3 separate regions of the Mus musculus genome follow, and all the other regions are linked to region 3. The links are chromatin contacts, called in public Micro-C and promoter capture Hi-C maps. All regions are on one chromosome and are shown on one strand. Each heading gives the region's core, a stretch centred on a gene start, on an enhancer-like site or on the middle of the called end of the contact. The rest is flanking DNA. Distances are from core to core; before and after follow the strand shown. Region 1 holds the start of Ddn (dendrin). Region 2 overlaps Senp1 (SUMO1/sentrin specific peptidase 1). Region 3 holds the start of Lalba (lactalbumin, alpha).

Region 1 (4,416 bases), core at 1,020-3,519, 330 kb before region 3:
ACCATAGTTAGCTAAGGCCCATGCAAATTTCCCTAACATGTCAGGTCTCTGGAAAGTGGCAAACGGAGGAGAATCTTTGGGCAGAGAGATGCTAATGTCATCGGCGTTTCTGAGTGGAGGTTGAGTTGTTTGGATAATGCTGGGCCGGTAGTCTTTTTGAACCCACAATTCCCTTGCCTTTCCTCTAAGGTAGAGGGTACATCATGGAGGAACAGCAGAGCTGGGGTCAACCCACCAGACCTATCATCTGTGCTGAGAGTGATACCCAACACCTGACGGACGGAGGACCTGCAGGCTCTGTTCCCTTCTACAGCAGCTTTGCCGATAGGGGTTAGCATCCAAGCCAGGAGCAGGTCCTGAGTAATTCCCTGGCTTTCCCTTCTCCTGCCAAGCCTTCAGAAGAACCTGGGCCACGCTAGTTTTCACAAAGCGGGCTTTCTGATGGAACACAGGGAACACATCAGGGCGCTTGTTAGAGGTCAGCTCTCAGTGCTTGGGCCCCCTCTCCATCCACATCTTTGCTCTCAGCACATTCCCAAGCTTGGGGGAGGGAGGCCTCCAAATGATTATAATTAGAGCATGTTTGTGTGTGTGGAGAGGGTGGAAAGGACAAATGTCTCCTTGTGTCACATTCCTTCATCAAGGAGGACTTGTCCAGGGAGGAGGCAAGACTTTAAAAGCTGTGGGATTCTGTTGGGCCCTGGCAGTGCCTGCAAGCCATCCTCAGGGCAGCCAGGAGGTAGGTGGAATCATGGCATGGGGTGGGGGTTGAGGAGTGGCAGGGGAGGGACAGCAGAACAGGTCAGGTTCTACTTTGCTGTTTCTCAATGAGTGTGACCTATAACAATTCTTTGGTCCCTGTCCCCTTAAAAAGAAGGCTCTGTATCCAAATGCTCCTTGTACTTCTATGAAAAACCAACTTTTGTCTCTCCCATTTACCCCACCAAGTCTCAGCTCCTGGGAAGCAGCTGAGGAAAATGGGGATAGACACACTTTGCAAGCCCACAGGCTTCTGTTCCTAAAGTCAGGAGCAGCAAATGGTCCCTTCTTCCTCAGGAGCCATTGCCACCCTCTCATCCCGCTCCCTACACTTCTCCCCTCCCCTGAGCTGCTGCTATGGTTGCCAGGCATGGTTGCTAAGTCTCTGCATGGAAGGTTGGCGTGGGCTGTGCTGCCACTAACATTACCATGGTGAATCAGGGGACACCTGGTACAGGCATAGGGGGAGGGATCCCGAGGATGCAAGCAGCAACCCCCCAGAATCGAGTGAGTCCAAAAGGTGAGCTGCACCACACCATGCCAGTCAAGTGAACTAGAGCCCCGACCTAGGAAAGAAAGGCCACTTTTATCTTTTCTGTTGCTAGGGGATTTGGCTGTGCCACAGGAGCACTCTAGTCCATCCCCCTCTGTTAGGGTACAAATGTATTTAAGCACTCTATCTGCACCCCACATAAGGCTTGGAAGAGCTGTGTGGGCACGGAACTGTGTAACCCTAGAATCCTGGCTTCTGGGTTAGGGGAGCTAGCCTGCTGCTCAGGGAAGGCTCTGTGGGTGCCCAAGGACACCCATATTTAGAGTAGGAGTCGTCCTGCTGTTTGGTGGCCAGGATAGATGGAGTTCCGCCTCAGCAGAGAAAGCTGAGGCATACAGGTGCACCTTTCTGAGGTCTTGGGGGAGCAGCTCTCCCCCAGAGTCGCACAAAAGCTTCCTGAAAGCGGCACCTCTTCTCTGTACTGCTTAGGAACTGGTTACTCATCTCAGCTGCACCCGAATGCCACCGACACTAAAAATAGCCCGCTCCCCCCAGCTGTGGGCCAGCCTCTCTTGCACCCCAACCCCATGGAAACCAGCAGCGAGTGGCAGGCAGAGACCTTGAGTTCTGTTCTCACCACTCCCTGTCGGAGAAAGGAGTCTGGGCGAGCAGGCAGGAATAGAGAGAGCACTGGTGGTCAGGCAACCTGACAAGCAGGAAAGCAAAGGGTTAAAACTTCGGGAAGGATGAAGAAATGGGGGCTGGAGGAGAGGGCACCGTAAGCTTGGCAAGAATCAGAAGTCTCTCCCCGCCCACTCGCAGGTCCCATTAGGCTTGGGGGACCTGAGCAGTGAGTGGGAAGGGGCGTCCAATCCCAGGCCCCAGGGGGCGGCCGTGCACATGGGGGAGGAAGCAGCGCGGAGCCGTCCACGGCGGCGTGTCACATGCGCGCGCGCTCGCGCGCTAGCACACACTCACACACGCACAGACAGGCACACACGTGTGCCCGGGTATATATAGTTGCCAGTCCCTGGGCCTGCCGCTCTGCAGTGGGCGCCGGCTCCCTGGGTTGGGAGGGGGCTCACGGGGCGGGTGGGAGGGTGGGGGGCCGGGGTGGGGTGGGGCAGGATGCTGGATGGCCCGTTATTCTCCGAGGGGCCCGACAGCCCCCGGGAGCTCCAGGATGAGGAGTCCGGCAGCTGCCTCTGGGTGCAGAAGTCCAAGCTGTTGGTGATTGAAGTGAAGACTATTTCCTGTCATTATAGTCGTCGCGCTCCTTCTCGACAGTCCATGGACATCCAGGCCAGCTACTGGGCCCGTGGGCCCCAGAGCCGCACGTGAGTGAAGGAGGGGTGAGGGGCAGCAAGTGGTGGGGCGGGAAGTGGGGTCCAGACCTCCCCGCTGGCACCAGCAATTGCTGCTGTTCCCTTCTCTTTCCCGCGCCTCCCTCCCCCCACTCGTCGAGGACTGGGGCCTGAATCATTGAGCGCTGTTTAGGGGGACAGGAGTACTAGTGGCAGGCGGTGAGATGGGGGCAGTCGCTGTTAAAGTGTGCATGGAGAGATGGCGAGGAGTCTCATTTCGACTTTAGCCCTAACATATACGCACGTGCACTCGCTCAGACACTCACACGAACCCTCCCACATGGCTGCCCCAAGTGGTCTCCAGTGCTCCCAGCTCCCCGGACCTCGGCTCTCTGTCCCCGCAAACTGCTCACCTGGGTTCCTGCTCATTGTCCCAGGTGTAGGCTGCGCCCGGGATCCCCTGAGCCGCCACCCCGCCGACCCTGGGCCTCCAGGGTGCTGCAGGAGGCAACCAACTGGCGGGCGGGCCCCCCCGCCGAGGTCCGAGCCCGGGAACAAGAGAAAAGAAAGGCGGCGTCGCAGGAGCGGGAGGCCAAGGAGACCGAGAGAAAAAGGCGCAAGGCTGGCGGGGCCCGACGGAGTCCCCTAGGTCAGCCCCGCCCAGAGCCCCGGAACGCCCTTCGGGCAGCCCAACCTACAGGGTTTCCAGTTTTCTCCAGACCAGAGCGCTTCGGGCAGGTGGGGCGAGCGCCCCGACCATCCGTGCTCCCGCAGGGTGACCCAGGGGTTGCATGGGCGGGGCCATGGGGAGGCAGAAGGCCAGGGCCCCCTAGCTACGAGGCTCACCTGCTGTTGAGAGGCTCTGCAGGCACAGCCCCAAGGCGCCGCTGGGACCGGCCGCCACCCTATGTGGCTCCACCTTCTTATGAAGGTCCCCACAGGACCCTGGGGACTAAGCGAGGCCCGGAGCTCTCCCGGGCGCCCACCTCATCAGCCCCAGTTCCAGCCACCACCAGGACAGAGGGAGGGCGCACGAAGAAGAGGCTGGATCCTCGAATCTACCGGGATGTTCTAGGAGCTTGGGGTCTCAGACAGGGACGGGGACTCTTAGGAGGTGCTCCAGGCTGTACAGCAGCCAGAGCTAGGCCAGAGTCTTGCAAAGGGGCTATAGAGAAAAGCTCAGGCCTAGTTGCTGCTGGCCTGAACAGTGCTGGCGATAGTCATTCCCAAGGCAAAACGACTGGCGGTCCAGGCACGGACGCAGCTCTCTCTAGGTCCGCGATCAGCAGCCCACCTCGTCCTGTTCCCAGGTCCAGGCAGCACCTCAGGGGGTCAAGGAAAGGGAAAGAAGGAAGTGAGCAGATATGGCTTCCCACGTGTTGGCTTGCCTCCCCTAAAAAGCCTCCAGTTAGGCACAGCCAGACGCTCCCTAGACCCTGGGCTCCTGGAGGCACCGGGTGGAAAGAGTCCCTGGGTCAAAGAGAGGGGGCAGAACATGAGACCCTGGAAGTTTGGAAGGTGACCCGCCGTGCCCACACCCTGCCCCGCATTTCCCGAGGTCCCGCTGGTAGAGAAGGCATCTTTGTCATTGACGCCACATGCGTGGTGATAAAGTCCCAGTACGTTCCGACCCCTCGAACCCAGCAGGGTCAGCTCGTGCCCTCTGGGGAGTCGTGCAGTGTGAGCGACAGCCTTAGTCAACCCAAGCCCTGTCACGAGGAGGAGGGCGAGGGGGCCGCTGCCAACCCTTCAGTTTGCCAAAAGCGACTGTTGAGCAGTCGAGTCTTAAACCAACCGAGCGAGGGTCGCGAGTGCGAGGCCGAGGTCGGACAGCAGGGGGATTCTTCATTGGAGGAGCGC
Region 2 (4,425 bases), core at 641-3,140, 410 kb after region 3:
AGGCTCAGCGCCACAAAAACCAAGAAATAGCCGAAGTCTTTGCCTCGAAACCCGGAAGACCTCAAGGTTAGGTTTGGTCTACCTACTTCTCAAACCCTTCCTCAGGTACTGGGGAACGGCTACAACATAGGTGCTACATTAGAATTCTCAATGAGAACCATTTCAGGGCTTTAAGCCATCGCAAAATTTGCAAATCCATTTCCTTTGGGCTGAATTGAGTGATAGCAACCCCCATGAACTGCCAACAACCCACTCTGCCCCTCAGGGCCCTAGCATTTATATACCCTATGGAGACTTCCCAGGATTCCACACATCACACAATTGCAGAAACCATCTGCAGCTGGCAAAACCATGCCTCTGCTAGAGCACGAGGCAAACCATGGTCAGCTGCTGCGAAGCAGCCCCGGATCCCACACCTGAGGTTTAAAACGAAAGCACTTTCTTCTATTTCTGTGGTTTTTAAAGAAACTGAAATTGCAGAAATGTCACTACACTTGTGGACACTGGGAGTTGAACCCAGGTCCCTGGAAGAGCAGCCAGTGCCCCTCACCACTAGCCACCTCTCCAGCCCTGCTTTTGTTATTTCTGAGAAGTAAAAGTCATCACTGTAACTTTCCTTACACACTTCTTTTCAGTGGATTATCAAACACCTTTGTGGGCAAGTCCAATCACCACTGCCACATGTCTGCGTATGAAAAGTCATTTCCCATTAAGCCTGCCCCAAGTCCATCCTGGAGTGGGTCATGTCGTCGGAGTCTTTTAAGCCCTAAGAAAACTCAGAGGCGACATTTCAGCACAGCAGAAGAGGTAAGGAAAAGCTGCAGCCAGAGACGCCAAGGAGACGGCCTGTCACGCTCTCCGCTGCGTGCTCCTAAACCATTGTACTTACCTAGTCCGCTCTGGTCTCCCCATCGTGACTCTTTATAAAGTTTTGTTCTAAGTTCCCAAGGACTGGGAAAACATTCTTTTTCCTACTGCTTTCTGCTCCTGCTGTCTCACCACCTGCTGAACCGTTCTTGTCTTCAGTAAAGCCATGAGCTTCACTCAGCAGGTTTTGTTTTAATAAATTTGATTTGTTAGAATATCTCTTACTAGCTACAGTTTTCATCAATTATAAAAACAAACTATACAATAAAAAGAAATTATTTTTAGAAAGCCAGCGAGGGGCTATGGAAATAGTTTGGTCAGTGAAGTGCTTTCCATCAAAGACAGGGCTGTAGGCCAGTTCCCAGCATCCACATCCAAAGCTAGGCAAGGTGCTTTCTGCTCAGAATCCCCGCGCTTGGGAGGCAGAGACCGCCAGGTGTCAGGCGGGGCGGGGCCTTCGCGGCTCACTGGTCCAGTCTCCCTGGGGACTTTCAGGCCAGTGAGGCCCTGTTTCAAAAAGAGCTTCTCAAGGGACAGCACCCACGGCTCCACACGTGTGTTTGCACGTTTACACATGCACGTGCAGATTGGTTTTGTGAGTGAGTTAAGTGTGCTTGCTTTTCCTTAGGAGTAGGATCGTAGAGGTCATGGACGTTCTCAGAGGAGGCTGTTGTGCTGCCGCTTGACTTGCTCTTTTCTCTCCGTAACCGACAGGATGAGACTGAGATAGTGGACAGTTGGCACAGCAGGAAGCGTGCATCTGTTCAGTTGCATCTTAACTCGGTATCTTGGTAATTGTAGCTGTTTGCTGTAGAGATTGTGTTTTAATGTGCTCTTTCTATTAGTATATTAAATAATTGAATAATTCTTTTGACCTCGTACAATAGGTAAAGGTGAGTTTATATTCATACCTTACAAATGAGAGAAGAAAGTCACCTGGCTAGTAAATGGTACAGCAGGTCTATTAATATTGCAGAAGTCAGTCCCATGAGGTTATTAATAGACTTACCCTGTGTGTGATGAGCCTGGGTGTAGCTGCAGGAGCATAAGAACACTGTAACAGTCATCACGCCAGTGTTCACCCTCAGAACACCTCCTCATCGCAGGGAGCGTCGCTCGTTTTAGAAGCTGCACACCATTAATCGTCCCAAACACTCCCTCGTTGACCAAGCTGCTTGAAACCAAAGTTAACCTTTTTTAAGTATTCTTCCTATGTGATAGTTTCTGTTCTATATTAGTATGTTTTCACTGTACATAAGAATGAGATTCACTGTAACATTTTTATACATGCGTATAAGTATATGATCATACAAGCTCCTAGTGACCCTCTCTTGCCTGGGTCCTTTTCCTCTGTCAAATTAGCCTGTTGTCCTTTCCTTCCCTTTCCTTTCCCTTCCTTTTTTTTTTTTTTTTTTTTTTGTTTTTTGTTCCTTTTTTTTTTGTTTTTTTTTTTTTTTTTTAGACAAGGCCCCACTGTGTACCCTGGCCTGCCTTACCACTGTGTAGCCCAGAATGCGCTTTATTTGTAGCAGTCCTCCTGTCTCAGACCACAAAGTAGTGGGACTGCAGGCATAAACCACCATACCCACCCCTACTCCATATCTAAAGTCTACATGTGAGATAAAAGATGATATTTGTATTTCTGAATCTGCTTTATTTCCCATGATGATCTCCAGTTCTGTTCATTTTTCTGCAAGCAGCTGATCACAAGTTATAGTTGAATAACAAGTCCTGTGTGTGTCTATGTATCCGTATATCATATTTTCTTTATCTGTTACTCTATTCATGGAAACTAGGTGGATGTGTTAACTTGGCTATTATGAGTTTTGCTGCTATGAGCATGGTAATGCAGATTCCTTTCTTTAAATGTCTTATTTTATTTTTATTTCATGCCTACAAGTAGTCTACTTGCACTATGTGCAAGCCTGGTGCCTGAGGAGTCCAGGAAAGGGAATCTTAATTCCCTGGAGCTAGAGTTACAGATGGTTATGAGCCACCATGTGGGTGCTGGGAATTGAACCCAAGTTCTCTGGAAGAGCAGATAGTGTTCCTAACCACTGAGTCATCTCCCCAGCCCTAAATTTCATTGTGTGCTGATTGTCGTCCCCCCTCCCCCCCCCCACACACACACTTGGTATATACCCAGAGGTAATATAACAGAATCATATATTATTTCTATTTTTAGTTTTGTTGAGAAATCCCCAGTAGGAATTCCCTCTAACAGCACATAAAGGGTCTTTTCCCGCCCCATTCTCACTGCTCTTGTTTGTTTTCTGATGATGTGCTTCTACTGGAGTGAGACGGAATCTCAGAGCAGTTTTGATTTGCATTTCTCTGATGGTTAAACATTTTATGTATTTATTATTGTTCTTTTGAAAACTCATCAGTTCATTTGCCCGGTTTATAATTGGATCATTCATTCTTTCTGAGTTGTTTTGGAGGATTATACTGTTTTTGCAGTACTGGGAGTCACGTCCAGGGCCTCAAGCCACTGGGCTATGTTTCCAGCCCAGTTTTTTAATTCAGAATTCCTCTGGTATTGTCAATCTTTCATATTGTGCGATCAGTTTTGGGTTGATTTTGTATGGTGTGAGAAGTAGGGACCGAGTTTCACTCTGCTACATGTGGACCTTAGGTTGTTCCAGAACTGTTTGTTAAAACTGACTTTTCTTTAGCATGTTTTGTTTTGGTTTTGGTTTTGTTTGGTCACCTCTGCTGAGAATCGAATGGCTGAAAACTGTGGGGTTACTTCTGAATCGCCTCTTCTGTTGGCCTGTGTCTGGTTTTTTGGAAGTAGCATGCTGGTTTTGTTCATATGGCTTTAGTGTAATTTTACAACAGAATTTATACTACTTTGTCTATTTAGTCTTTTTCATGTTTACATATGAATTTTAGGTCAGTCGGTTGGTTTGTCCATTTGCCTCCTTTCCTTTAAGCTTTTGAAACATGGAACTCAGGCTGCATAGCCAAAGATGACCTTGAACTCCTGGTTTTCTTGCCTCCATATCCAGGAGCTGGGATGGTAGGTATGTGCCACCATACCCAGTTTAGTGTTGGGTGTCTTTTTCTTTTTTTCTATGTCTGTGAAGAATGCCAGTGGCATTTTGATGGCGTTTTCATTTTCTTTATAGATCACTTTCAGTAAGAGTTAATTTTACAATATTAATTCTGCTGATCCACGAACATTGGAGTTGTTGCTGTTTTCTGTGTCTTCCCTTTCTTTAGTGTTGTATAGTTCTCACTGAAGAAGTCTCGCCTGATTGGTTAGATTTATCCCTCCGTGTTGTTCTGCGTTTGCCCTCCCCTAGGCACCCATTTGTGAGTGTGAAGCTGCTGTGGAGAGAATCCTTTTCCCAAACCTGTTTATTTTGTTCTGTTTTGGTTTTACTTTTTGTTGTCAGCTCTTTTCAGTTTATTGCATGAAAGAATTACCAGATTAAAAGCCGGAGAGATGGCTCAGCCGTTAAAGGTCAGGCTTACAACCAAAAGTATAAAAGCAGACCCCAGATGGTTACATTTTACAAGCTGTGAGGGTGTATAAACTTATAGCAGGGACAG
Region 3 (4,746 bases), core at 1,507-4,006:
AAACAAAACAAAACAAAACAAAACAAAACAAAACAAAACAAAACAAAAGCAAGCAACTAACAATCTTAAAGGTCAAGTCCAAGATTGTGTCTCATCCTCTGCCTGGTATAATTTTCTTGAATTATACAATGAAGTGGAACAGAATGGTGATATTAGTGTAAGAAGCAATAATAATTTTTTAAAAAAGATTTATTTATTATATATAAGTACACTGTAGCTGTCTTCAGACACACCAGAAGAGGGCATCAGATCTCATTACTGATGGTTGTGAGCCACCACGTGGTTGCTAGGATTTGAACTCAGGACCTCCAGAAGAGCAGTCAGTACTCTTAACCACTGAGTCATCTCTCCAGCCCCAGCAATGATAATTTTACTGTGGCCTTCAGGAGTTCACTCCAAATGGCAACCCTGGCCTCTCATTCACTACCGCCTACTTTCAAACTACGGAGTCAGATGGTAAAGTCTGCAGAAGCAGAAGCCGGACTCAGTTTCCAGAAGTCCCCAGACAGTGACATCTGGTTTTAACACTAACTTTTCCTGATAGAATGAACAGATGTTTCTGGGATATCTTTGAAGGAATCCAGAAAAGTGTGTGGTAAAGACCTTTTGGCCATTTGATGTGGACCTCAGCCTCTCTGTGAAGGATCTTCAGTACCACCCTCCCCACCTCCCCCATTCCCGGAAAAGGGAACCAGACAGGAAGCTTCAGCGTTCGCCACACTTCCGCCTTCCCATTTCTTCCTCTTTCAAAGCCGTGTTTATTGTCTGTTGTTCCAGCTCCAGGAACTGACATCTTCCTCTGAACGTTTGCAGCTGTCCCCATTAGCTCTCTGTCCTCAGGTGGCCCCACTCTTAAAAACAAACGGTTCCTCTCGCCTGGGGCACACTTGATTCCTTTTCTGGACTTAGCTGTAGTTCCTGGACCTTATACTGCTTTTTATTGCTTATAGGGAAGGGCAGAGATACGATCATATTACGGGCAAGCAGGTGTGCCTGGAAGTGCGGGAAATGCCTGTGGTCCAAGACTGTGGGTCTCCATTTCCCTCCATCACAGATACTCATTCCACAGCCCAGGGCCAGAGGCAGTTTATACAGATAGCACCATTGGGAAGACTCCATCAGACCTAACTCTTCTCATGCAGTCCTCTCCTGTGTGGTCCATGGTCATCTTTCCATCCCCACTGAGTCCCCATGGGACTTGCTCAGTGTGACAGAATTCCCGTTCTTGTCCCATACCCTCCCAGTCCTTCCGGGTAGAACACAGGAGACCCGCAGAGTCAGCATGCTTGCAGTGTTTCTGAGCATGCGTCTCTTTCCATTCAGGGGTTTCTGTTCATCCATCTTGGGTTTCACATCCTCCACACGAGTTTCAGTCATGCTGTGTTATACACTGGTTACACTGTGTAGAGGGGGATGGGGTTGAACAGAGAAGAGTGTCTCTGTCTCTGAAGATTTACAGATAATAACCAGTTGGAAGACTTCCAGTTTATAAGTCTTAGGTGGCTTGGTTAGGATGGAGACCTCGGGAGACGTCAAAAAAAAAAAATCAGGTTCATAAAATGAGCACAGGCAGGAAGGAGGGAAAGGATTATTGATGCCATGAGTGTAGTACTCCATGACAGAAAATTACAGGAATTATTTGAAACTAGTACCTGGCCCTGACTTGCTTAGGGGAGATACCTATTATAGCTTACCCAGGACCCTTTCCTGTCTGTGGCCAACCTTCGCTATCAAGGACCACTTACCCAAGAACAATGTTGCTATGAACAATGTTGCTATGAACAATGTTGCTATTAACAATGTTGCTATGGAATTAGCCTTGGATTGACACAATGTCTTAGTGACACCAAAAAGCATCTAGCTAGTTATGGCAGAGGCGATTGAGGGCAGGGCGCTTGGCAGTTTCTCTCTCTCTCTCTCTCTCTTTCTTTTTATTTTTCTTTTTTTGTTTTTTTGAGACAGGGTTTCTCTTTGTAGCTCTGGCTGTCCTGGAACTCACTCTGTAGACCAGGCTGGCCTCGAACTCAGAAATCTGCCTGCCTCTGCCACCCAAGTGCTGGGATTAAAGGCGTGCGCCACCACTGCCCGGCGCTTGGCAGTTTCTTATAGAACAGCTAGATATTTTTACACAAAACTTTTCACATTATCTATCTCCCTCCATAGGAAGTCTTGGGATCCAAGTAGTAGTTGAGTCTCATGCTAAATGCCACCATGTTCCATCCCTTTTCCCAAGGCTCTCAGTTATGAGTCTCCATATCAAGGGGCTTTCCTGGACTTTGTCCTATGGCTAGGTTGGACAGACAAATATCACCTTTGATCCTAGGATGTGATACATCCCCTTTCCACGTTCTGTATGTGTTTAGGGGTAAGCATGGAGTTGGCTGTAGCCAACTGTGTTTTCCAGTCACCTCCCTTGTATTGTCTCTGAAGCCTCCTTTGTTCCAAAAGTAGGTTAAGGAAATCCTGCTTCCTGGAAGCAGCCCTAAAAGAAATGAAGGTTTACCAGAGCCAAGTGAGAAGCTGGGTCATGTGTGGAATTATGTGGGAAGAAAACAATACTTGGTATTGACTGGATGCAGGAGATGGGGGGAGGGTGGCAGGATGGAGGGAGGCTGGCAGGCTCAGGGTTTCTATTTTGGCATAAGCATCTCTTCATCATTGTCTTCCTAGAGAGAAGGCCCGGTGCCAGGAGGCCAGAGGCCTTCTTCATACATAAAAGCAGATGAAGTGAGCGGTGTCTGCATTACAAGGTCCAGGAGCAGTCAAAATGATGCATTTCGTTCCTTTGTTCCTGGTGTGTATTTTGTCGTTGCCTGCCTTTCAAGCCACAGAGCTTACAAAATGCAAGGTGTCCCATGCCATTAAAGACATAGATGGCTATCAAGGCATCTCTTTGCTTGAATGTGAGTTCATACTACGTCCCTGCTTCCTTCCATTCCCACCTCTCCCTTCTCCTCCTTCTCTGTCTCCTCGTGGTGTGGTCTCGTACCTCTTCTTGTTCTGTCTTGACCTCTTGTATTCAATTACTTCTCCTGCCCTGCCTGTCTCCCATTGTCTGGCCTTTCTCATTTCACCAAGATAATCTGGACTTCACCACTTTTGGAGATTGGTTGGGAAGCCCCCCCCCCCCCCCCCCCGGGAAACCAGTGTTTCAATTATGGTACTCTGAGACATCTCTGAGAAAGTTCTTTCTTCTGTCTCCCTCAGGGGCCTGTGTTTTATTTCATACCAGTGGCTACGACACACAAGCTGTTGTCAACGACAACGGCAGCACAGAGTACGGACTCTTCCAGATCAGTGACAGATTTTGGTGTAAAAGTAGTGAGTTCCCCGAGTCGGAGAACATCTGTGGCATCTCCTGTGACAGTGAGTATCCTCTTTCACCACACTCTTCTGTATCTCTACAGCCTGCCTCCGAGTCCTCCCAGGCAGCCTCCTTGTTGGTACCCAGCATGTCTCAGGTGTGCTGGGTACCATATGACTTGAGATAGCAGTGCTTAGTAAGAACCTGGTCACTGGTCATGATCTCCACATGCCCAGAGAGTCCCCTAAGGTTCAGGGAAGGGTAGTTTGGGACACTTGTGAGTCTTGAAGTCTGATACGCTGTATTTTCAGGGCGTGATGAATCTGATGCTGTCTCGTGAGGTGTCCTAGGGAAGGGAATGGAGTTCCCATGGAGGGGAGGCATTATCAGACTGGCCGTTTCATATAGAAAGTCTCTAGGCCAAACCTTCAACTCAGAACCAGTTCCCCTGACTCTGGGGCCAGAGGAACCAGTCCACTGAGCTGTACTTCTTATTTGTCTTGTTCCTTCCTGCACTCTGTTATAACAGAGTTATTGGATGACGAGTTGGATGATGACATAGCGTGTGCCAAGAAGATCCTGGCTATCAAAGGAATCGACTACTGGTAAGTCGTCGTCTTTGCTCTCTTCTGACCTCCCTCTCCAGACCATTTAATTTTGGATGGAGTCTCCAAAACAAAACTCATCTAGAGTCCCAAAGGTCTACATTTAAAATGCTTCTTCGTGTCATTTTTGTGTGACAACTTCCCCGATATGAAGTTCCATGTTGGAAGACTGATGTCCAGGACTCTCTTCCCCTGGCCAGTTCTCATCCTTAAAGCCCTTGTGGTATTATTCCACATCTTTCCTAGATCTGAACTCTTATTGATTTTATTATTATTATTTTGGCTTGTTGAGAGAGGTTTTTGTGAGTGAGTGTTTGTGTGTGTATGTGTGTGTCTGTGGTATGTGTGTGTAGCCCTGGCTATCCTCGAACTCACTCCGTAGACCAGGCTGGCCTCAAACTCACAGAGATTTGCTTACCTATGCCTTCCGAGTGCTCAGATTAAAGCCATGCTCCACTAGTCCTATTATTATCATTGTTATTGTTGTTGTTATTATTATAGTGAGCCTCATTCCACTTAGAAGCCCATGCCATTTCTTCTCTACAATCTTTCACCTCACCCTGAGGACGAACCTAAATGCAGCTTTATGCTAGTCACTGACAACCATCATTAAGAGGGGAGAAAGTGTGTGTGTGTGCACGTGCGCATGTGAGATAGCTGAGCAAAGTATGATGATATACACGTATGAAAATGTCATAACGGAACAGTTATTTGGCATAGTTAAGTTAAATAGAAAGTTCCAGCCAGCCCATTCATTTTGTCCATTTCTTTTGTGATCAGGAAAGCCTACAAGCCCATGTGCTCTGAGAAGCTTGAACAGTGGCGTTGTGAGAAGCC

The links. Promoter capture Hi-C pulls out the DNA fragments that hold promoters and counts their contacts. A called contact is a pair of places that touch in the nucleus more often than the background predicts.
Region 1: a promoter capture Hi-C map of pre-B cells shows a contact between it and region 3, with 3 times the contacts expected there. The contact joins the promoter of Ddn here to the promoter of Lalba in region 3. A contact is called at or near these places in 2 of 39 promoter capture datasets (pre-B cells and stem cell-derived epiblast-like cells).
Region 2: a Micro-C map of B cells shows a contact between it and region 3, with 3 times the contacts expected there. The contact joins the enhancer-like site here to the promoter of Lalba in region 3. A contact is called at or near these places in 13 of 39 promoter capture datasets (the 3T3-L1 cell line, 3T3-L1-derived adipocytes, the C10 cell line and 9 more), 2 of 484 Hi-C or Micro-C datasets (B cells and nephron progenitors), 1 of 115 datasets of contacts at active chromatin or transcription factors (bone marrow-derived macrophages) and 2 of 9 other capture datasets (adipose tissue and embryonic stem cells).

What each region holds. Positions count from the first base shown.
Region 1 is chr15:98,805,778-98,810,193 of GRCm38.p6, reverse strand. Ddn (dendrin) reads left to right here and starts at 2,269. Exons shown (of 2, transcript NM_001013741.1): 1 at 2,269-2,589; 2 at 2,994-4,416. The coding sequence starts at 2,381. It overlaps B130046B21Rik (a long non-coding RNA gene), which reads right to left and starts at 3,879. Exons shown (of 3, transcript XR_003951472.1): 1 at 2,970-3,879; 2 at 1,872-1,958; 3 at 1-1,325.
Region 2 is chr15:98,072,191-98,076,615 of GRCm38.p6, reverse strand. Senp1 (SUMO1/sentrin specific peptidase 1) reads left to right here. Exons shown (of 18, transcript NM_144851.5): 5 at 1-66; 6 at 636-807. Among named protein-coding and RNA genes, the nearest start is that of Gm25668, 4.6 kb to the right of the region's middle. Within about 2 kb of position 1,890, at least 14 of the 459 cell types and tissues checked have an H3K27ac peak or open chromatin away from gene starts, as enhancers often do. A contact at or near this core is called in B cells, where this site is marked.
Region 3 is chr15:98,480,693-98,485,438 of GRCm38.p6, reverse strand. Lalba (lactalbumin, alpha) reads left to right here and starts at 2,756. Exons shown (of 4, transcript NM_010679.1): 1 at 2,756-2,903; 2 at 3,208-3,366; 3 at 3,834-3,909; 4 at 4,690-4,746. The coding sequence starts at 2,768.